3 separate regions of the Mus musculus genome follow, and regions 1 and 2 are each linked to region 3. The links are chromatin contacts, called in public promoter capture Hi-C maps. All regions are on one chromosome and are shown on one strand. The core of a region is the stretch at or near the end of the contact, and the rest is flanking DNA. Distances in the headings are between cores, read along the strand shown. Region 1 holds the start of Zfp708 (zinc finger protein 708). Region 2 holds the start of Zfp712 (zinc finger protein 712). Region 3 holds the start of Zfp729b (zinc finger protein 729b).

Region 1 (4,571 bases), core at 31-2,530, 530 kb after region 3:
TTATAGCAGGGCGCGGTGGCACATGACTTTAATCCCAACACTCGGGAGGCAGAGGCAGGCAGATTTCTGAGTTAGAAGCCAGCCTGGTCTACAAAATGAGTTCCAGGACAGCCAGGGCTACACAGAGAAACCCAGTCTCGGAAAAGAAAAAAAAAAAAAAAAAAAAAAGGAAGGAAGGAAGAGAAAAAAGAGAAAATTGCTGTTATATAGACTTCCAGCAGAAGGTGTGGTCCAGATTAAAATTGTTATCTTCCCACCTCAGGATTGGAATTAAAGGCATGTATTTCCACCTGTTGCAGTAATTCCCCAACCCTGATACCCCAATAAGTCTATGCAAAAACCACACAACTCAGTTACATTATTTACAAGCTGCACGCTTAGACTGAGCAGATTTATCACTACACTACTCTATTCCCCAGCTGTGAGATCCCACATTATTTGCTGCCTCTCAGGGCCTTGTGGTTCTGCTCCATCTTCCTCTTATCTTCTCTTCCTCAGTCTTCTTCCTCCCTCGCTCCCTACTCTTCCCTCACTTCCTAAAACCTCTAGCCCCACCTTTCCCTTCCACTGCCCAATCACAGGCTCTAGTCTTTATTTGACCAGTTAGAATGGGGAGAAGGTTCACAGGAAATCACCTGAGTATGTGATCCACTCCTCTCAGGGGCAACCCCTCTTGAGGAAGCTGAATTAACATCAGAATACAAACAGCACCAGGGCAACCCACAACATCTACCTCACAAGTCATGACTAGAAGTGGATCCACCCACTTCAAACAAACAAAAATCCCTCAAAGGTGTCCCTTGTATTTCTTCTGGATTCCATCTAATTCTAGATGTAGTCAAGTACCAAGAATAGAAATCACAGGAGAAAAGAGTTTATTTGGTTTACATAACCTGGATTGCTGTCCATTGGAAGAAGCCAAGGCTGGAATTCAAAGAGGGCAGGAACCCGGAGGCAGGAGCTGCTGATGGTTTTTATTTTAAATCTAGTATAATTGAGTCAATGAGTTTTCCTCCTGCCAAAAGACTCTAGGAACCCCAGAGCTTTTTAGGTAACGTCTTTGATCAGAGTAAGAAGTAAACCTAATACAAGTTGCCGTCAAAGGCTGGATTTATATTCCCACAAGACCTTTGTAAATTTGAGACTTAAAAAGCAGCCTAATCCAGTGACAGGCTATAAATAGTTCTCCCTGACTTTGGTTCAGGGCAGTCCTTCGCGTAGACTTCTGGGAAATGTAGTCTCTCTTAGCATGACTCCGCTAGACCGGACTCTACTCCTCTGTGCTTCCGGTTCATTTTGCTTTTGTGTTTCTCCAAACTCTGCGGCTTTCTCAAAGTTGGAACAGTGTGGCTTGCGCTCCGCGCTCGACATGGAGGTTGGTCCCGGCTGCAGCCTAGCCTTGCAGGCCTCATGAACTATACGGGTGGGCGGGCCCGGGGTGCAGGGAGCCGGGGAGGGCTGGGCGGGAGGCGGAGAGAAGCCCACGTGGTCCTGCAGTGCGGACCTAGGCTTGGCCAGAGTGCAGGGGTGGGGCGCACGCACGGTGCAAGGAGTGATTGCTCTGTTAGGACAGAGCGGCTGACAGAGTCAATCATGTGTTTCAGGGACCTGAGAGGTGGCCTGCTACTGCGAGAATGGAGACTGGAAAGTCTAGGGTTGGTAGAGCAGGGTGGCTTGGCTGACCGTGCCAGAGGCAGGCTGTGATGAGAGCTCATACCCCACCTTGGCTGGGGAAGCTTGCTGTTAACTAGTTTTCACATTGCTGTTGTCAGATCCCTCAGGAAATCTAGAGCAAGTGGGTTTTTCTGGGCCCTCCCGTATTCAATGAGAGGCCCAGGACTCTGATTTTGAGTTCGTGTGGCTCATAGTTTCCAGGACAGTGAGTTCTGCGGGGGAGTTTGGTGTATGGGATGTTCGTCCCGTTTTCTTTGTGATAAATTGTTAGTTTTCAGGGCGGCTCACTTTGGATAGGAATCACTCCTTTACCCACTGTGACAGAACCCTCACATTCACACACCTGTATGAGGAAAAAAAAAAAAATCTCATCGAGGGGGCACTCTGAACTTTGTCCCAGCTATCACTGATCCTACAACACTGCAGAGTGGAAAATACTAGAGATTATTACCACATACAATTGCACCGGAGACTGCGATGTCAGAAATTTGGTGTTGTGTGGAAAGATTGAGAGTGAAGTTGAAGAGCTGTGGCTCACTCAGGGTCCTGTGATTGTATACAGCCAATGCTCACCCTGCCCTTTGTATACAGCCGCTGCTCATCCTGACATTTGTACTGTTTTTGCCACACTTCAGTCAAATTGATTTGTGTGCTGGAGACTGACTTACAGCATTAAAATCTATACCTGAGAAGCATGGGCTTTAAACTACATCAATACCAATACTTTCTATGTATCATCTAACAATCATTAAAATATGGACATTTTCTAATTAATGTCACTAATCTGCAGGAAACTAAGAATGTGCCGTTTTACACTGTTTAAGGTGTGAAAAGTACATTTTCTTGTACCTTAAATCTCGTTTCCTACAATGTAGAGGTGATACAGCAATAAGCACAATTATATTATAGGTCACAACACATAGATGTTTGATATCTATCTATCTATCTGTCTGTCTATCTACACTTTTACTTAATATATTTCTTAAACAGATCTATGATTGAAAATAAAACATCAGTGTATGCTGTGCTGTTTCCTGTTACATCTGCATTTGGGAGGTGGAAGCAGGAAATACAGTCCTTTGGGCATATGCTGAGTCTTATGTTGACTTATTCTTTTAGCTTTTTGTGGGTTCTCCATACTGATTGCCAGAGTTGCTGTACCAAGTTGCAGTCTTAGCAACAGTGACTGGGAGGTTCATTTTTTTCCACTCCTTCCCAGGATTTTTTTTGTCAGTTGTTTTGTTGATCTTAGCCTTTCTGACTGTAGTAAGAAGAAATCTCAAAGTTGTTTTGATTTCCTTGATGGTTAAGGACGATGAACACTTTTTGATGTTTATTTTTTAGCCATTTTTTGTTTCTTCTCTTTAGAACTCTGTTTAAATCCCTAGCTCATTTTTTAATTGTATCATTTATTTCCTTGAACGTTTGTATTTTCAGTTCTTACTATATTTTGGATATTAATCTCTGGACAGATGTGTAGATAACAAAGGTTCTCTCCTATCGTGTAGGCTTCTTCATAGTTGGTTGTTTCTTTAGCTGTCCGGAAGTTTTTAGTTTTATGGAATCCCACCTGTCAGTTGTTGGCCTTAATTCCTGCGCAAATGGTGTCCTTTTAAAGAAAAGTCCTTTCCTGCACCTATATTTTGTAGAATACTGCTTATATTTTCTCCTAGCAGTTTAGTGTTTCAGGTTTCAAATTGAGGGTTTTGACCCACTTGGATCAGTTTGTGCAGTGCAATAGATACAGGTCTAGTTTCATTCTTCTGCATGCGGTCATCCAGTTTTCCAAGCATCATTTATTGAAGGTGTTATCTTTTTTCCTGTGTGTGTGTGTGTGTGTGTGTGTGTGTGTGTGTGTGTGTATTTTTTCTTGCCTCTGTCAAATATCAGATTTAAGCCACCCTACATTTCCAGAATAAAGGCAGCCTGGTCATGGCATATGATCTTATGACATTTGCTTGTATTTGGTTTCCATGATGCTGTCATTCATGGGGTCTCCACTGCAACTGAAGCTGCACCTGCCACCAATGGTGGCCTCTCCTGGCCTTTCACAGTGCTAAGCCCCAGCTGTTTCTCATCACCTTTATGCCTTCAAAATCAGCACCGTGCATCATACATCACACCAAACTCATACATCAGCTGCTAACTTGAAATACAGTCTTAGGACTTTCTACCATAGCATCCGTACACTGACCCTGAGGAAACAGTCACAGAAGATAGTATCTCAATGATGGTGATCTCTTTTTAACCACAGCTCATTTCTTAGTCCTAGCTAACAAACACTCCTTGTTCCAGTAAAGTAACGGGTTCATGTCAGTAGTGCTGGTCTCTTTGTTCATCACAGCTCACTCTTCAGTCCCAGCTGAACAGGGAAATCACAGGTTCTTATCTCAAAGTTTCACAAGAGTGGTTTTGATAGAGACTTCTCAAGCCCAGCTTCCTTCATCTGCCTTGTTCTTTTCTTTTTTTGTTTTTTTCCCAAGTTCCCACAGAACATCCTATCAAGCTCTAAGCACTCAACGAACTTTCCAAGCCAAAGTTCCAAACTCCTTTCCCATTTCTCTCCCTAGCAACAAAGTCAGATCTGCTGCAGCAATGCTGGACTCCTAGTACAAGTTTATGACTTTGAGTTTCATCAGCTGTGATAAAGACCATAACCAAAAGTAACCTGGGGAAGAACGGGCTAATTTCACTTTCCTCATACAGGGAAATCAGGGGAGGGATTCAAGGCTGGCATCTGGAGGTAGAAAATGAAACAGAGGCCATACAGGAACACTGCTTACTGCCCGTTCCCCATGCTTGCTCAGCCTGCTCTCTAATGCCACCCAGGACTATAAGCCCAGGACTGGTCCCACCCACAATGAGATTGGTCCTCCTATATCAGCTACTAATCAAGA
Region 2 (5,117 bases), core at 679-3,178, 550 kb after region 3:
GAGAACAGAATAGGGGCCCCAGGGCAGCACTAGGCCCAGGGGATGAAGCGAAGAAAGGGCGGGGGGAAAGGGGACTGGATGGTTCCCACGCAGGCGAGAATCCTTGGTCAGGTCCATGGCTTGGAAGGCCTTCTGGTGGGAGGTTGGATGTGGCTCATTAGGAGAAAGCCTATCTCATCATTCAAGCAGGGCAGGCCTTTATGGTCAGAGATAGTCTATGGATTTAGAGCTTTATTGTAGAAAGGCAGGGAGAAAGGAGAGAAGGTAGAAAGAGAGAGAGAGTCTGGCCATGGCTATGTGGAGAGAGCAGGAAGGGAAAGAGAGAAAGAGAGCTAGGGAGTAAGAAAGGTGAAAGCTTAAGAGAGTGAGGTGGAGCCAAGCAGCCCCTCTTATAGTGGGCTGGCTATCTTTCTGTTGCTAGGTAACTGTGGGGCGGAGTCTAGCCAGAATGCCAGCAGCTTGGGACATTGTCTATGTCACTGATAGCCACAAGCCTCTCCTTTGGGGACTGTTGGGGGCGGTAACTTCGACAGGAGCTAGGGGTCCAGGAGACATGATCGAATGCCTTCTGTCCCATGTAGGTGAAAATTACCACCCACCGGGTCCCACCGGGGTTCAAGACCTAACTAAGTTCGACTGGAGACCAGGCTGTCTCTGTGCATAGCCCATTGCCCCACAATTGAATTCTAGAACAGTTTGAGTTTGAGATTTAGCAATGCCCTGTCATTGAGTTAGCAAAGACATTTTAAGATTAACTGCTTTGTGTGTCTGTGTTTTTTATCCAAAGATCCAGTATTCTCTAGGTGAGGGGCTGATAGCACTGCCTGTTCCCAGAGCTTAGGTGGGGTAGCAAAAGGTACATGTAACACTTTAGTATGCAAGTTTACTCAAAGCATATACATTCTGTGATCTCATTTTCTGAATCTGTTTTGTTTTTGAGTGGGGAGTCATGTATACCAAACATGTTTCAAACTTTCTATATGTCTATAGGTGACCTCGGACTCCTATTCCTATCTCCAGTAACCAACATCTGGGATTTTCAACATGTAAAACCACACTTGCTTCTATACAATCATCTTTAGTTTGAAGTTCCAGTTATTTGGACCAACACTTTTTCACATGTTCATTGTCTGTTTTCATTTCTCATTTTAAGAATTGTCTTCTCAAAATATTAGCTCATTTTTTTAATCCATGTTTGCCTTGTGATGTGAAACATTTTGGGGTGGGTGAGATAGCTCAGAGGTTAAGAGCACTAGCTGCTCTTCCGAGGGTCCTGAGTTCAAATACCAGCAACCACATGGTGGCTTACAACCATCCATAATGAGACCTGACTCCCTCTTCTGGTGTGTTTGAGGACAGCTACAGTGTACTTACATATAATAATAAATCTTTTTTAAAAACAAAACAAAAACAAACAAACAAACACAGCTGGGCAGTGGTGGCGCACACCTTTAATCCCAGCACTTGGGAGGCAGAGGCAGGAGGATTTCTGAGTTAGAGGCCAGCCTGGTTTGTAGAGTGAGTTCCAGGACAGCCAGAGCTATACAGAGAAACCCTGTCTGGAAAAACAAACCAAACCAAAGCAAAGCAAAACAAAAACAAAAACGAAACATTTTGTAGGAAGCAGGTTGAGTTTTAAAATCACAATATATGGACCCAAAGTATCCAGTACACATAATAAACAATGCTGTCAAAGGTTCAACCCATACTCATTTTGAAAATTTAAACGCGGTACCCTGACTCCCCGTGGCTATCCACCTTCAGAAGTGGCTTGTTTCTACCCATTCTCTTTGGCAAACAGCCTGACAGTAACTTGGGAACGTTTCAAATCACCTACCACGGCTTTGTGAAACTCGCTCGCAGAGAATTGTGGGAAATGTAGTCTCGTCCGCGGCGACGTCACAAACAGGGACTCTGGGAAGGGCGCTTCCGTGTTTCTTCTGCGCCTGTGTGTGTCTCCCTCTCTGGCGGTCTTCTCCAAAGTTGGGCCAGTGTCGGGTCCTGTGCGCGCTCTGGTAGCATCTCTGGCATGGAGGTTGGTCCCAGGATGTAGCGCAGCCAGAGGGACGTTGCGGGGTGGGCGGGTCCGCCTTGGAGGGAGGCGGGAAGAAGTTGAATGGGAGGTACTGTGGTGACCTAGGCTTGTCCATTCCGGTGCTGGTTAACGCTGGAGGAGGGATGGAGCTGGGAGTGGCCTCTCTTTTAAGGTGCCGTTGCCCTGTTCTGTCCTGCACTTCTGGGGCAGGAGAGCTGGCTCGGTAGCCTAGGAATGGAGAAGGGTGCCTGGCAGGGTGCATCTGCTGTCAGCTTGTGCCTGAGGTGTGGAAGCATGCCCTTAGCTGACACTGTCTCGATGGCTTCTGTTATCCGGAATTTAATAGATGTATATACAATGCAGTCCGATCAAATCCACCCCTACTGTCCCCTACTTCAACAGTACCAGGTATCTCCCAAAATGCTCCACTCCCAATTTCCTGTCCTGGTGGTTTTGTTTTTGTTTTATAACCCACTGAGTCCACTTAGTATTGCTCTAGTGTGCATACCTGTGTGTATGGGGCGGGGAAGGGAGGGCGCACAGGACATCCCCTAGAACGTGGACGCTCACTGGCCACACCTCCAAGCAAAATAAACAAACAAACAAACAAACAAAACGAATCTCTTTTTCAGTGGTCATGAATTCCAACCGATCCTTAGCTAAGGGTGGGGCCTTGTGAACCCCTCCCCTTTCCCTGTTGAAGTTTTGACTGACGTTATTTGTGTGTTATGCTGGTAACCATAGCTACCTTTTCCCCCTTCCTATTGCCATCCTTTTGTGTTTGTATTGGGATTTTGAGTCAGTTTCTTGTGTAGTCCAGGCTGCCCTGAAGTGTTCTGTGTAGCTGATAGTGACGTTAACTTCCGTTCCTCCTGACTTCTCCTCCTCTTTACTCCTCTGTGCCCTAGGAAGATGGCCATCTGTCACTTTGTTCTTTCCTTTGTGACTTGCCCCTTAAACCTTCTCTATTCTTTCAGATGACTATTAAGCCATAACTTATTGGTTAAGACAGGATCTAATTACTAATTTGCTTAGGAAATGGCAGAATTTCACTGGGTATATAAACAACATATGAGATGTAGAAAAGAAATTTGGAGATGCTCATATATTTATTTTAATTTATAAATATCAGTGAAGGATGCTTTGCTAAATATTGATCAAGACACCATGCCATGTTCCATTTATAGTGAGTTTGAGTGTTGTTTGTTTATTAACTGTTGGATTTCTTAAGTTGCCTCATAACCAGAGAATTTATATTAAGAAGAAAGACATATTATAGGGATGAAGGCATAAAAGTAGAATGTTAAGATCAAAACAAACTATGTAGCATGAAGACATTTCTTACATTTTGGCCATGTCCCAGGACTGAAGCTTAAGTGCTGACTGTATTCTGCTAAAAATATTTGTTGCTGTGCATTGGTATTTATGATCATTGTTCTTAGAGATGGGAAATATAACTCGTTCCATCTGTGGCATAGTGGGTAACACAACCAATAGCCTGATAACTTCCCTTACTCTACTAGGGACTTCTACTCATGTAAAGATGATTCTTTGCTTTTTGTCATAGAAAATAATGTTGGGATGATCTAGTATGAAGCAGAGATGGAGATTATTAAAACAGAGAAAGAATGAGTCAGTCAGGGAAAGAATGAGGTACCTCAGGAAGCATGGGTGTGAATTTCTCAGAGAAGTGTCTTTGCCATATCAATGTGTTGCATTTTGTTGGCTCTCGAGTTCGAATGCCAAGGGTCACTAAGGCTCAATTGAGGAAATGGCGCCATAAAGTCTGGCTGTGGGCCTGGGAACTGGGAACATGGGTGTTTTGACTTGTTGCTGCCTTGTTACCTCAAACTAGCAGGTGTATGGTCACAGCGCCACTCAGGGATTTTCATAGATGTTTGCACTTCTCTCTCTTCAATGGGATTCATGAATAGAAAAAGTTGTGATCCATAGAGTCTTCAGACTCTCCTTTCTGCACATAGTCACGCATTTACCTCTAATTTCTCAGTCAGTGACAGTGACCTTACTGTGAAGAGGTTGGGAAAATTCAAAATTCAAAACAAAATTCAGTGTGGTATGAGTTCAGATTATAGTAATCTAGAGTGGTTTCTATTAATAAATTCCTACTAGTGCAAAAAGATAAGACAACTGTGGCCATCTTAATCAAGTATCCTGAATCAAATAGAGAAAATAGTCTAAATCTAATATATTATACTGAAGTCTGTCCTAGACCATGGATTGTTAGAGTGGTGAAAACTGTATATACATGAGACTTAATCCCATGAAGTTCATATTTTTCCTGCAAAAATATGTGTGTAATGTATTACTGTAGATTATTCCTACTCTTTTGTTTGTGAATATCAGAAATAGTCTCATGTGTAATTAGAAAGTTAATGCAACCTTATTAATAATCCAGTGCCTTTTTGCATGGGCCATGTGCCCTGTATGTTTGTGCCCTCTGACTGAAAAGGGCCACAAGCAAGAACTAGTTATTCTGGCACCATTTTATTTAGATAAACGCAGTAGTAGTTTCATTGCTGTGGAAAAAATAGAGAGGAGATGGACCACATAGGTGCTGGGAGACGGTAAGTGTATAGGACTGAGCATTCTTACAGGAGACAAGGAACAGTGGGAAGTGACTCATACCATCAGGTGGACCTGTGGACTACACTGGGGTCAGTGATAAGACCTTGCAGCCTCAAATATGCTTTTCCACAACTCAATTCCTCTCAAATGCTGTGAATTGACAATGTCAACCTTTTGCTCTTTGTGTCCTAAGACTGGCAATTCTTGGCTATAGTCACATATTTTCATTGAGTGTTTAAGGTTTAGGAATGTTGTTGGATTCTGTCTCATAGGTGGGATTTATGGTAGAAGGGTCTATGATCTGTGGTGCCTCCAGACTCTTTCTCTACATGCTTGTCCATTACCCATTACGTTATAGCACAGAAAGTTTTATATCTAGGAACTCTTTCCTGCAGCATGTGTCTTCCTTGGGCTAGCAATATATTTCTACAATTTTAATTCTTCCCCGAGCTCTAAAATGCCTGATTTTGTGTGTGTGCATGTGCACGCGTGCAGC
Region 3 (4,899 bases), core at 760-3,259:
AATTATAAAAATAAGCTTTGTTGACCAGAGCCTCTTCCTTGCTGTATGCAGAAGACAGACCCCTTCTGCTGCCTGCAGATAAAAATATAGAACTCTCATTTCTGCCAGCATCATAGCTTACCGTGCTTTCTACCATGATGATATTGAACTAACTCTCTGAAAATGTAAGCCAGTTCCAATTAAATGTTTTCTTTCATAAAGGCTTATCCCTGACTAGCTTACAAGTAAACGAGGCTCAGACTTGAGGTTATTTCATCTGGCTTTGACAACTACTGGGGTTCAACCTCTAATTTACTCTTCTGCTTTCTTTGCTTCCTTCCCAGTGGTGTACTTCAGGTACTTAATGTTTCTCCCAGCATTTTACACCCCACCCCCAATCACAACTCGTCCTCCTCCTCTATTCTTCCACCTTTTCCTTCTCTCTCTTCACCCTGTACCAGGTAAGTCAAAAGCCACCTACCTCTAATCCCTCTAGGAATAAGCTGTAGCCAAATTGATTTAACTAATAGTTTTCAATCAAGGAACAAGATTTGCACAACAGAACCTTTTAAATGTGAGAGGTCCATGGTAAGCTTAGACCTTCAGATATAGAATTTAGTATTACAATACATAGCAACATACCAAACCTCAACACATACACATATTGGAAAACTAACTATGCTCAGAAATGTTAAGTCCTTCTGGTTGTTGGTAATGCCCTTCACTACAGCCATCAGGGGGATGACAGACCACTCATGACCTCATTCTAAACAGACATGCCAATCAAATGTCCAGGTGAATGTACTGTTTGTTGACTCTAGTTTTTCTAAATTAAGGAATCTGTTCTGATCCCTAGGCAAACACACTCCCTAGAGAAGAATATTTGGATAGGGATTTTGCACAGTCTCTGCTCTGAAACAGCTTGCTTTTAAATTATTATGCCTCAGGGAAGTATGAAGTCTTTTCTGTAATGCCATTTGTAGCTTTAACTCAAGCATGAACTACACAGGAATAAACCTTCTTACGAAAAGATGGGAATTCTCAATACTCCAAGTTTCCAGTCTAACTTCTTTAATACATCACCTCATTTTACAGTGATATGAGCATATTTCTGATACCTTTGTATTCCACGGGAAACTATCTCAGTGTTCTGCTTAGGAGAAGTGAGGGAAGTGCAAGGCAGCTACCAGTAATGTTCAAGTATTATCAAATGTGAATGATGACAGGATCAGTGGAGACAGGAAAATCAATAAGGAACATCAAACCAAACACAGAGGGAAATTGAAGAGCCAGTACACTCACCATTGTGATCCAAGGAGCTCTGCCCCTCCTCTTGGGAGAGATTCAGAGGAGGAAAGCAAGTGCTCAGAAAACACTTGGTGGTGACTCAGTTTGATTTCTAATTCTGTCTTAAGCACCTGGGATGGTTTCCATAGCGTCTTAAAGAGATAATGCCCACTCTTATATTAACTTCCTGCTTTCATATTTTAAGTAAACCATGAAAGCATGAATTTTCCACTCGGTAGTAACATTCCATAAGTAGTTCTGTACTTTAAAAAAACAAAACAAAACAAAAAATCGAAGCTTTAAAATCACAATGTTTTAACAGAGATAACAAGGAAATGCGATAAACATTACTATGAAAAGCTCAGCTCACAGGCTAACATCGCGTGCTGTGACCAAAGACTTTTTTTTTTTTTTTTTTTGGTTTTTTTTTTTTTTTTTTTTTTTGAGACAGGGTTTTTCTGTGTAGCTCTGGCTGTCCTGGAACTCACTTTGTAGACCAGGCTGGCCTCGAACTCAGAAATCCTCCTGCCTCTGCCTCCCGAGTGCTGGGATTAAAGGCGTGCGCCACCACTGCCCGGCAAACAAAGACTTTTTTAAACGCCCACTTTCCCTGTTGCTGCCACGTGCGGCAGCCTGGTTCTTTCCAACTTCAGCTGCCCACAGCTGGACTGCAAGGCAGGCAATGCACAAGACCTCTTGGGGGGGGGGGGGGGTTCCCTGTAAATCCTTCCAACTGACTTGTGGGAAATGTAGTCCCGGGTCCTGTGACATCATCAGAAAGGGCCGCCGGAATCGAACTTCCTTATTCTTCAAACTTCACTCCTCAAATGTGTGCAGTTGTCCTCCTCAGCGCTGCATCTGGATTTCTGACATGGAGGTTAGTGCAGGGAGCAGCGCCATCTTTCAGGTCTGAGGGGCTGTGCAGGGTGGCAGGTAGGGCACGGAGGGAGCTGGCTCGGGCTTGTTGTGAGGCAGGAAGCTGCTGACCTAGGCTGGGCCGCTGCGCCTGGGCACAGGTTTGAAGGGGAGAAGACTGAAAACAACAGGATGGCAAGGGCAGGCTGGGTCTGCTGACTGCCTGTTCCTGAGATGCTGACAAGAGCGCACTCATCATTACCTAGCTGACCCCTTCTCACGTGACTGTAGTCAGATTCTCAGGACATACAGAGCACTTGGACATGTAGCGCCCTCTGTATGTTATGTCCTAGAGTCTACTTCTGGTTTGAGCTCAAGCAGCTTCCTAAAGTTCCTAGTGTCCAAGGAGCAAGAATCCTGTGAGGGAGGGCAAACTGTCGTGTGGGATGTTAGTTCCTTTGGAACGAATTGTTCGACTCATGGATGCCCTGATTCAAATAAGATTTTCTGATAGACACCTTTGTGACCTGAATGCGACAATACATGGCTATAAAATCACAAAATAATCTTGTAGTTGGTATGAAGCACTGTTTGCAAAATCCAAATAAATAGGATTTTACACTAAAGATTAATAACTAGACAATAATACCTCAACAGTTCTGAGTATGTGTTGTGTCCAAAATTTGGGCTCCTTTTCAGATGTGAGAGACGACTTGGTGTGATGAGAGACCTCAGGGTGGGGTGGAAAGTCTGAAAGGGAAGGGGGAAATGGCTCTGCTCATCTGTCAGGCTCTGTGCATTGCTTTCTAATCTGCCAGACTCTGTGCATTGCTTTCTAATCTGCCAGGCTCTGTGCATTGCTCTCTAATCTACTAGGATCTGTACATTTCTCTAATCTGCCAGAGTCTGTACATTGCTGTCTCTTCACGTGCTTTTCATCTTTGTGTTCACGTTATCAGCAGTGTCTGAACTCTTTTAAATTTTCCTTTGTCCCTCAATGTGACATTCAGGTTTAGTGACACACCCTTCTTAATAGTTTTAGAAAGAATTCTCCAATTTTTTCAACTGTATCTGAAAAGCTGTAAGATATGGCTGGAGAGATGGCTCAGTGGTTAAGAGCACTGCCTGTTCTTCCAAAGGTCCTGAGTTTAATTCCCAGCAAGCACTTGTTGGCTCCTAACCATATATATTTGGATATGATGTTCTCTTCTGGTATGTCAGCAAAAGAATGCTGAAAGAAAGAAAGAAAGAAAGAAAGAAAGAAAGAAAGAAAGAAAGAAAGAAAGAAAGAAAGAAAGAAAGAAAGAAAGAAAGAAAGAAAGAAAGAAAGAAAGAAAGAAAGAAAGAAAGGAAGGAAGGAAGGAAGGAAGGAAGGAAGGAAGGAAGGAAGGAAGGAAGGAAGGAAGGAAGGAAATACTTGGGGTATTATGGTTTACACATAGTAGGTTTATGTTCATGCAAAAATGCACAGTTCTCCTCTTAAAGGGTTAAGAGAATAGTTTATTCCAGAGTTATTTGAGTAGCCATGATCTGAGAACATATATTTAGTTTAAACCAAATTCCATACTCCAACATGGAATCAGTTTCATGGTTGTACAGAACAAATAATGTCATTGACCAAGGAAAATTTAAAATTCATTGGTGTGAGTCTGATGGAGTCATGCACTATGAGACATTGGAGATATTTTCAATGTCTAAGATACCATCTGATGAGATTTTAGCTTTTGGGTTGATAGAAGCTCATGTTCTGCCTAGTCAGTGGATTCTGGGAGGTTTTTATCTATTGTCACAAGCTGTATGGCCCACTACAAAGTGAGGCAAGGATTGACTATCCATGAAGGTAAAACCAGCCCAAGGTAAGACAGCTAACCCTGAACCTGCAGAATTCTAGGCTCTGCCCCTCGGTGAACTTCCACGTGGGCCATCAGACTCTGCACCCACAGACTCCTTACAAGAGTTTTGCATTCACAGAATACACACAGGTATTTGTGTGTGGGGGGGTGGGGTTCAGGATTTCTCCTCCACAGCCCCTCCCCTATCTCAGGGGATCTTGCTTATATTATCACTCTTCAGTCAAACCAAGTGTTTGTGAGCCAGAGCTGGAGCCTGACTTACAGCATTCAAGTCTACTGTCAGGAAGCATGGGCTTCAGACCACCTTGTCCTAGCTACTGGAATTTTCAATGAGTTTGCAACCATATCTAGAATAAATAAACATTTCCTAGTTAATGATGCTAATCTGTAGGAAAAATATAACAGTATATGAAGTCAGGAATCACATGCTACCTTGTACACCAAAACACATTCCTTACAACATAGAGAGGGTACAGCAGGGTGCTCATATATAAACTTACAGACACCAAATAGTCATATATTTTGTATTAATCAGCCCCATGATAGAAAAGTGAGCTAAAGCCTATTGTGTCATTCATTTCTGTGTTTTGGGGAGGAGTCAGGAATCCTGGAGTTCAAAGTCATTCTCTCCTTCATAGCCAACTCAGGTGAGCCCAAGCTACTTGAGACCCCTTGTTTTTAAAAGACTTTTAAAGCATAGTGTATTGGGTGTAATAATTACTTCTGTTGCTCTTAGTTCTGAGCACCCGTGACCTGAAGGGAATCCATCCACTTGATATCTTCCTAATCCTAAAACCTTACCAATCTGGTAGTTCACTAGCATCCTTTTGTTAACGACTTATGTTGATGAAGATCAGGATCTTGCTTACATTTACTGTGCAAGCGGTTAGGGTGGGGGGCATTCTCTCTGCCTTGCTTGACTAGC

Evidence for each region. Promoter capture Hi-C pulls out the DNA fragments that hold promoters and counts their contacts. Capture Hi-C pulls out chosen DNA fragments and counts their contacts.
Region 1: a contact with region 3 is called in a promoter capture Hi-C map of macrophages, with 5 read pairs. The contact joins the promoter of Zfp708 here to the promoter of Zfp729b in region 3. A contact is called at or near these places in 5 of 39 promoter capture datasets (cranial neural crest, embryonic stem cells, macrophages and 2 more), 2 of 484 Hi-C or Micro-C datasets (cerebral cortex and embryonic stem cells), 3 of 115 datasets of contacts at active chromatin or transcription factors (bone marrow-derived macrophages, memory CD8 T cells and neural progenitor cells) and 1 of 9 other capture datasets (adipose tissue).
Region 2: a promoter capture Hi-C map of adipose tissue shows a contact between it and region 3, with 4 times the contacts expected there. The contact joins the promoter of Zfp712 here to the promoter of Zfp729b in region 3. A contact is called at or near these places in 12 of 39 promoter capture datasets (the 3T3-L1 cell line, 3T3-L1-derived adipocytes, the C10 cell line and 8 more), 3 of 484 Hi-C or Micro-C datasets (cerebral cortex, embryonic stem cells and erythroblasts), 3 of 115 datasets of contacts at active chromatin or transcription factors (bone marrow-derived macrophages, memory CD8 T cells and neural progenitor cells) and 2 of 9 other capture datasets (adipose tissue and liver).

The regions. Positions count from the first base shown.
Region 1 is chr13:67,078,254-67,082,824 of GRCm38.p6, reverse strand. Zfp708 (zinc finger protein 708) reads left to right here and starts at 1,280. Exons shown (of 4, transcript NM_001012448.2): 1 at 1,280-1,375. The coding sequence starts at 1,370.
Region 2 is chr13:67,057,981-67,063,097 of GRCm38.p6, reverse strand. Zfp712 (zinc finger protein 712) reads left to right here and starts at 1,928. Exons shown (of 4, transcript NM_001166218.1): 1 at 1,928-2,035. The coding sequence starts at 2,030.
Region 3 is chr13:67,606,817-67,611,715 of GRCm38.p6, reverse strand. It overlaps Zfp729b (zinc finger protein 729b), which reads left to right and starts at 2,009. Exons shown (of 4, transcript NM_001163246.2): 1 at 2,009-2,143. The coding sequence starts at 2,138.